Regions from separate parts of the Mus musculus genome. Here region 2 is linked to region 1. Evidence: chromatin contacts called from public HiChIP or PLAC-seq data. All regions are on one chromosome and are shown on one strand. Each heading gives the region's core, a stretch centred on a gene start, on an enhancer-like site or on the middle of the called end of the contact. The rest is flanking DNA. Distances are from core to core; before and after follow the strand shown. Region 1 overlaps Cspg4 (chondroitin sulfate proteoglycan 4). Region 2 has its middle 16 kb from the start of Cyp1a2.

The links. HiChIP or PLAC-seq counts read pairs in DNA pulled down with a chosen protein or histone mark.
Region 2: a contact with region 1 is called in an H3K27ac HiChIP or PLAC-seq map of T-cell acute lymphoblastic leukemia, with 3 times the contacts expected there. The contact joins two enhancer-like sites. A contact is called at or near these places in 1 of 484 Hi-C or Micro-C datasets (the G1E-ER4 cell line), 1 of 115 datasets of contacts at active chromatin or transcription factors (T-cell acute lymphoblastic leukemia) and 1 of 9 other capture datasets (embryonic stem cells).

The regions. Positions count from the first base shown.
Region 1 is chr9:56,875,742-56,880,030 of GRCm38.p6, forward strand. The region is part of intron 1 of Cspg4 (chondroitin sulfate proteoglycan 4); the gene reads left to right. Among named protein-coding and RNA genes, the nearest start is that of Cspg4, 13 kb to the left of the region's middle. Within about 2 kb of position 1,735, at least 53 of the 459 cell types and tissues checked have an H3K27ac peak or open chromatin away from gene starts, as enhancers often do. A contact at or near this core is called in T-cell acute lymphoblastic leukemia, where this site is marked.
Region 2 is chr9:57,665,032-57,669,320 of GRCm38.p6, forward strand. No RefSeq gene overlaps it. Among named protein-coding and RNA genes, the nearest start is that of Cyp1a2, 16 kb to the right of the region's middle. Within about 2 kb of position 2,385, at least 22 of the 459 cell types and tissues checked have an H3K27ac peak or open chromatin away from gene starts, as enhancers often do. A contact at or near this core is called in T-cell acute lymphoblastic leukemia, where this site is marked.

The DNA of each region.
Region 1 (4,289 bases), core at 485-2,984:
GATCTGACACCCTCTTCTGGCCTCCACAGGGACTGCATGCATATGGTGCCCAGACATACATGCAGGTAAACACCCATACACATAGAAAAATAAAGTGTTTTAAGAAGAAAATTCTCATGTGGGCCAAATGTCACCTCCTTTTGATTTCTACTCTTCTACCTACGGATGCTTCCTCTGTCTACCCTTCCATAGACCCTGTGGATGTCGGAGAGTCTTAGGCAGGGACACAAGCCTGGGGCCTACGCTGAAAAACTTTTGACACATGGAGGTGCTGCTCAATGGTAAAGCACATGCTTAGCATGAGCAAGGCCCTGGTTTGATCTAGCACACACACACATACACACATCTAGCACACACACACAAGTTTGCAACCAGAGGACCAAAGCTGATGCTCAAGACCCACTTTAGTGACCACAGCTTCCTATCAGCCACTCATGTCTGGGCTGACCTGAATCCAGGCATGGATTGTTCCCCCCATCTCAGCCCTCTTTCACAGATGGAAAGACCGAGACCAGAGAGAATGTAGGTGATCAGGTCTCTGAGTTGAGGTGTGTGTGTCGGTCTGTCTGTCTGTCTGTCCACCTGCCTGCCTGTCTGTCTGTGTTTGTGTGTGTTTTAGGAAACTGATGATCCTTAAATCTACCTCCAGGTCTCCCCCTCTTCTTCCCTAAACGTTAGATAGACATGCTATTCCGAGGAACACAGCCTGTTCTGCCACTAAGCTTTTAAGTTCATCACTGTCCAGGCCCAGTCATTGTTCCCCACCCCAGCTCACACACTCACTATCTTCAAACCCAGCTTTCCAGATCAGGAAGCTCAAAGACACCTTCCCAATAGCCCTGTAGCAATACCCCCTGTCATGGCTGGCCTTTGACACTAAGGGACACTGACATCTGAGCCCTGACTGCAAGGGGGCTAGGCCCAACAGACACTCTCCAAGTAGCTTCCACCCTTGCTTAGTCTCTAGACCCTCTACTTCCCACCCTCCCTGATCTCCAAGTCCCCAGTGGGCAGGACTGGCACTTGATCACCCACCGGCTTCTGAGAAGACTGGGCCACATCTCGCCAGCCCCTCCCTTCCCAGCAGCTCCCAGAGCCCACCCGCAGCTGCTCCAGGAGAAGCCAGGCCGCCTCACCCTGCCAGCCAAAGCAGATGCGTTCCCTCCGGCCCTCCACTCCTCCCACTTCCACCCGACCCTGACAGAGGGAGCCTCAGGGAGACAAGAAGGGAAAAAGTGTGTCTTCCCCGGGCAGACTGCCAGCCAGCCCTCACACCCTCCTCCCTCCCCAGCCAGTGCAAGTGCAGATGCTCCAGCCACCACCTCTGTGTGCACACACCTCCTTGCCAGCACCCACAGCACCCAGCTCTGGAGCCGCGCCCACAGGGACTTCAGCCCCAACCTGGCCTCTGTGCCTGTGAACCTCTCTCTAGGCCTCAGTGTCTTCTCAGACCCTGCTAGGGCTGGGGAGGGTCCCTTCTTTTTCTCTTGCGTGCCAGTGGCCTTATCCCAGGCTGGACCCACTGAGATGGGAATCTCACACCCACTAGGGCCTGGCCAGCAGGGGTTAGGGAAAGTGGCAAAGGTCCTGGAAATCCACCCATCTGAACAAGGAGGAAAATTATAAGGCAGAGAAAAGCCTCTTGAAATTGTTCCGTACCACACTAGCCCCACCCTCTTTGCCTGAGGCTGAGGAGTGGTGGAGCTTCACAAAGACTCCATTGAGCCCCACTTCCTCCCTGTCCCAGCCTCCAGCCTGGGTGGACCCTGAGCGATTGGTTCCATCAAAACCTCTCATTTTCCCTCCTACTTCCTCTTGTGCCCAGCATGGCCCCAGGGTTGGCATGTGTGGCTGGAAGCCCCGACACTAGTCCTGCCCCTACAGAGCTCACAGGGGCTCTCCGAGACCACTCCTCCTCTCCTCCGGGAACTCTCATCCTCCTTATAGGCCTCGATACTCTGAGATCATCTTTAGTATATGCCCCTCAGCATGGCTGACCCCTCAGCATGGCTGACTGATAGTGGTTGTTTAGAGGGCCAGCAGCTGAGGCTGGTGCCAGAGCCAGAGCCAGAGCTCAGGCAATAATTGAGGAAACTGTTCTGTTCTGGCCTCTTTGGACTTTCAGGGAACCTAAGAGTCCATAAGAGAGTCAAGGTCCGAGTGTGGTTCTTGTGGCCTCAGAGTTCTTGGAATGAGGGAATGGAGACTATGGTGAGCCCAGCAGAAGTCTCTTGATGCTCGTTCATGGTAGTCATGAGGTCATTACCTCACCGTGCTTGGTGGTCCAACACTGCCCTGGGATGAGGTCTTGTCTCCTGAGAGGGAGGACAGCTCTACATTCCAACCCTGTGTGATTGTAACTTGCCTACTATTGTTCACATGGCCGGGGAGGCTGGAATCAAGTGAGGATAACTGAAGAGCCTCGATGGCCTACAGTCTTCCACCATTGGGCAGCTCTGAACAGTGAGAGCTGCAGACTTGGCCATAACTCAGTGCCATGCCTATGAAGGCCATTGTCCCTGTGGTCTGACCTGAATCTGTCCTACTTCACCTTCAGAGTAGCAGAGGTGAGGGAAGATGAGAGCCTGCTTCAAGATGATGGCCTGGCCTTTCCGTGGGGTGGGATGTGCTGATGGAGAGTATGTGGGGAGGAGATTTAGGAGGAGATAGCCGCCCAGCTAGGCCCACCAGGCAGATTTGCTCTTGCCAAGTGTTCTTAGGAGGGGGCAGATCTGGTAGATTATCCTTCAATCCTGGCCAACTGGGATCCTGAACGCACAGTTCTATCAGTCTTTGTACCCAGGATCCAGCATCCTCACTTACCCCATACCCGACTACACATCCTATCCAGATATGCTGATCCCTCCCCAATTCATGCATGAGCACGTACATGCATGCGCACATACACATGCACATGCACTTGTGTATGAGCTCATGCATACACACACGAACACACACATATGCACATACACATGCATGCACACATGAGCTTGTGCACACACACATATGAACGTGCACAGGAGTTCATGCATACACATGTGTACAACACACAAACACATAGACAAACATGTACACACACACACATGAACATATACATGCATGCACACACAAGCTCGTGCATACAAGCACATGCGCACTCTCGAACACGTATGCACACACACACACACACACACAAGCACACACACATACACACTGGCTACTTGGGTCTGTGGAGACTCCACAGGCTGCTTTGGTCAGCTTGTCACTTTGCTCCATCAGCCCAGAGCAGGAAAAGTCAGTGCCCAGCCTCTGCCCATCCCTAGGGAAACCTCCCTCAGGTTTCCCTGGCTTGAAGGCAGAACTATGGTGGAGAAAAGAGAGGGAGTCCTAGGAGGTGCGAGGGAAGGCGAGCTGGCCTGAGGGCTGGGTGACCTCAGAGAGAATATAGCAGCGGCTCAGGCAGGGCACTTGGCCCATCAGTTTTACAAAGGCTGTATTCAGGTGGGCCCTCACACCAATGAATGTAGACAGAAAGCCCTTCAATCCTGCCTCAGCCCTCCCAAGAATCTAGCCCAGCATCCCTCAGACTCCCTTGAAAACTTCAGCCTCACCCTGCCTTCTCAGACCTGGAACCAGGATATATCACCCTGATGCCAGACCCCACAGGCTACAGTAGAAAAATCCAGCTTCCTCAAGGCAGGGTCCTCTTCCTCCCACTCTCTGGACACCCCTGATTCCAGCCCACAGCAGTGGGTCCTGCCTTCTCTGTCTCCCCGGGGTTCCTTGTCTCCTTTTCTAACTAGTCTGTGTCTCTTGAGTTCAGTCCTTGTGAAGAGGGGTCACTATGTCTCGTTCTCAACATCTTTCTCCCAGGCTGGTTCTTCTTTTCCATCCTGGTTGCTGCATTAGGGAACATATGCATATATGCTTGTGTGTGCCCGAGTGGATGGATGGATGGATGGATGGATGGATGGATGGATGGATGGATGAGTGATCAGAGAAGATTGCCCCCTGTCTCTCTTGCCCACCTCTCTTGCAGCAGCACTAGGCGTCGTCACCCCCATGCTCACATACCCAGGCCTCCCACCCCCACCCTGCACTCAGCTGGGCAGCAGGCACTCCTGCCCATCCTGCCCAACAGCCCTGGGCTCCCATTTTCTCCCTTATAAAGTCAGGCTACGGCAGACAAGCAGGAATGCTGCCTCTGCCCATGACGCAAGCCAGCTGTGGGAGCCCGCCCGACTGCCCTAGGCTATGAGGGGTAGCACAGAGCTCATAGGGTTCACTGCCAGGGAACAGGGTGCTGTGGG
Region 2 (4,289 bases), core at 1,135-3,634, 790 kb after region 1:
TCTCTCTCTTCTCTCTCCCTCTCTCTCCTCTCTCTCTCCTCTCTCTCCTCTCTCTCCTCTCTCTCCTCTCTCTCTTCTCTCTCTCTCTCTATCTCTTCTCTCTCCCTCTCTCTCTTCTCTCTCCCTCTCTCTCTCTCTTCTCTCTCTTCTCTCTCTCCTCTCTCTCTCTCTCTTCTCTCTTCTCTCTCTCTCCTCTCTCTCTCCTCTCTCTCTCCTCTCTCTATCTCTCTCCACTCAATCAGGCTTCTGTGAAACTCCGGTGCCCATTCAGCCTCTCACCTCACTCTCTCAAACACCTGGAGCTGTCTGAACACGCTTCTGTCCTCAGTCATGTCTTAATCACATTTTCTAAAATGACAGAATCTCATGTAGCTCAGGCTAGCTTAAAATCCTTGTATGTAGCTAAGGTTAACTTTGAACTCTGGATCCTACTGCCCTTACTTTCTACAGGCTGAGACTATAGGCATGTTCCATAACTCATGTGTTCAGCTTTCAATACTCTGTCTGACCAACAGTCTATTGTTGAACGTTTTAACCATACCAATCCAATTGGTAAAATCCATGTACTGGTTTTATTAGCATTTTCTCTTTTGCCTTCCTTTTAAAAGTTATAGCCTTTGGCCAAGTATAATAAAGCAATCCATTGCCTATAATACCAGCAGCTGGGAGGCTAAGGCAGGGGGATGGCTTTGAGTTCCATGCCAGCCTGGTATGAGATTCTGGTATGAGACTGTGTCTCAAGAAAACAAAATGAACAAATAAGTAAATGAGTGAATGAATAATAAAGTTTTATTATTTTTAAAATGTCTTGCACGGTGGCTTGTGCTTGTCATTGTGGCTATCCAGAACATGAGACAGGAATGGTGTGACTTCCGTATCAGCCTGGGCTACCCTACTTCAAAACCCACTCACCCCCCAAAATTAAAATTAAATATGTATATAGTGGGGGATTTTTGTTTTTGTTTTTGCTAGCTGTGCAGTGTATTCCCATAATCCTAGCACTGGGGAGGCTAAGACAGGAGGATTGCTGTGAGTTGGAGGCTAGCCTGGTCTGTAAATCAAGTTCTAGGATAGCCAGGGCTATATAGAAAGACAATGTCAAGAGAGAGACAGAGACAGAGAGAGAAGAGGGGAGGTGTCATTCTCCTGTAACCCTAGCGTTTGGGAGATGAAGGCAGGATGATCAGGAATTCAGAGACAGCCTCATCTACACAATAAGTTCCAGTCTAGCCTGGACCACATGACTCCAAAAATAAATACATACATACATACATAAAACTAAGCCTTTGAGATGGCTTAGATGGCAGAGACACTTGCTGTGAAGTCTGAAGACCTGAGTTCTACTCCTGGGATCAGTGTGACAGGAGAAAGTGGATTCTTGGATGACCTCTGACTCCCACATGTATGCTGTGGCATACTCCCTTGCTCATCATACACACATGATCACAAAAAATTTTTTAAAATATGGTTGGTTAGAAATACCACCTAGCCTAGGCAAGGCCACAGGTTTAATCCCAAGTAGGAAAAAAAAAAAGGCTCCTAATTCCTGGGGCCGCCTGACAGAGTTCTGGCATGGCCAAGTGGGAAGTGGAATTGCGCAGCCCCTGCTAGCCTGGGTGGGGGTGGGGTGTGTGCACAAGGCTTGAGCTGCACTGGGTCTACTCTGTGGCAAGTGCAGCCAGGTGTATGTGCGTGAGTGCGCCAGGTGTGCATTCAAGTGGGTCAGCGTGCCAGGCAGGTGTGTATGTGCCTGAGACTGGGCGTGGGTTGGTGGGTGTGTTTGTCATTCTTGTGTCCTCAGGCCCTAGGAGCCTCTAGCTGGAGCCCTGAGAACTCCGTGGAGGTGGCCGTGGGAGGTGACTAACTCAGACCTGGGAAGCCTTTGCTTCCTCTGCTCCCTGGCAATGGTCACACTTGAGGTTGGGGAGTCTTGGAACTGGTGACACCGAGACCATGCACAGAGGAGCAGAGTTCCTGTCCAGAGTTTTGGGGGTGACAGCGAGGAAATGGAGAAGAGCTTCAGTGAAACTTCAGGCAGGGCAGTGGTGGTGCACACCTTTAATCCCAGCACTCGGGAGGCAGAGGCAGGCAGATTCCTGAGTTCAAGGCCAGCCTGGTCTACAGAGTGAGTTCCAGGACAGCCAGGGGGCTACACAGAGAAACCCTGTCTCGAAAAACCAAAAACTGAGGCTCTGTTTATATAACCCAGATCAGGAGGGCCAGGGCAGGGCTAGTTTCAGCCAGGCTCCAACCCTTACCATGTCTTCTATGTGTAGAAATGGAGCCCCAGAGTTCTTGATTAGCAGCCTGTCTGGAGGGGTTCCTTTGAGCTAGCAGCCGGATGTGGGTAGGTAGAGTGGGAGAGCTAGCTGTCTTCCTGCCCTGTTCCCGTCTCTAAGGGCTCCCAGTCTGACAGTAGAAAATGCTTGCAGAGTTGGGAGTGTAGGTGAGAGGGCTAATGCTCTTCCTTACATGAAGTGGTGAGCTGAGCATTAGAAGTATCCGAATGTCCTCACTTCCAGCCGTCAGCTTTGGGGAGGCATTTTGGGGGCTGTTACTTTGTCCCTATGTAAAGGGCAGGAACTTTGGCCTGTCTATGCTGGATCCTTCTCTTATCTCTCCTGGCTTAACTTCGGGGCCCCAATGGTCTCCAGACTTGCCTTCCTTTACTAGGCCACTCCTTCTGTTGGTCAGCGCTTAGCACTCATAGAGGCCGCTCTGGGCCAGGACACAGAAAGCCAAGTGAGAGCAGATCCTGGGCTCCAGGGACTCCCAGCTGCAGACAGGGAGTCAGGGTGCCTAGCTCGGATGCTCTTCTCTGAAGGAAGGCACGTAGGGAGCCAGTCCAGGTGATGTAGACTACAGATGCGGGGAGTGGGGGCGAGGCCTGGAACAGAGAGAGGGTCCTGAAACTCCCACAGGGCTGGCAACAAGGGGGCGGTGGCCTCTCCCACTGGGAGATGAGTTTCCTTCCCGAAGCTCCTTCTCACGAAGTTCCTTCTCACGCGATGGACCGGAAGGGGTTATGGGCCTATTGTTCCCTGGCACGCTATCCACCCCCCTCCCAGCCCTCCCTAGCTTTTGGGTGGGTAGGAGTGGAGGAAGTGAGCTAAGCCTGGGCCCTGGCAAGACCCCAGTGAAGAGGGTGCAAGTCTTGAAGGATGCTCTCTCTCTCTCTCTCTCTCTCTCTCTCTCTCTCTCTCTCTCTCTCTCTCTCTTTCTCTCTCTCTCTGTCCACTCACGTGAGGCCTGACACTTTATACATACTATCTCATTAAGCCTCTTAGCAGCCCTGTGAGGTAGACCTATTATCCTCAATTGCAAGATGAGAAAAGCCAGGTTATGCAACTGGCTAGAGAATTTGAGCCAACCACCTGCTTTTCACTTTCTGCTTCCCCCTGCCGAGCTGGAACACCTCTTTAACTGCTGGCCCAGGACAGAAGTGCAGAGGTGAAGGTAGGGAGGGGCAGGAAAAAGCAAACAAATGTCACCTTACTGTCTGTCCTTGGGAGAGCACAGGTGGCCTCAGCAAAGACCAGAGGCTGCCTTCCTCCTCAGCATGGTGTGAGGTGCACCAGGTGTAGTCCTTGCCTAGAAATGTCCCTGCTATATAACCTGAGAGCTACCAGACCAGAGGATCCTGTGTCCTGATAATCAGAGAGCAGGGCCTTAGGGAGCTCGCTGAGGGGGTCACTGAGAGTTGGGGAGCCAACCACCTGCTTTTCACTTTCCGCTTCCCCCTGCCGAGCTGGAACACCTCTTTAACTGCTGGCCCAGGACAGCCTCTTCTCCCTGGTCTAGGAGAAGCAGCATCTATTTTCTTGTTCGAGGCGCACTCACATCTGGTTCCAGATACCTTAGTTCATCCATAGATTCCTTTGCCAACTGGAAAATCCTTGCTTGGGAAGTGAATGGCCTTAGGAAGAAATTTACATGACAGATCTGGGTGAGAGGAAACTTAGTGATTAGGTTTATCTGCCTCGGGATGAAGGGATACTGAGAGAGAGATGACCCTGAGGATAAAAGGACCAGGAAGGACCACCTGGCTTAGGGCCACAGATCCCTTCCAAAAGGGTGAACTACTATGGAATCAAAGCGGTGGAGTCACGCTGTGGAATTGTCAGTAGAACCTGGCTTGGGGTCTTCAGGCCCCTCTGAGAACTGGAGTGAGCTGGGTTTTACTGTTAGTAGAGAGATCAGCAAGGTGACAACTGGCAACCCTTGTGCACCTCTGCTAGCTTTCTTCTGTGACATTATTTCCTGTGGGCCTATTGTATCAGGCTCACTTC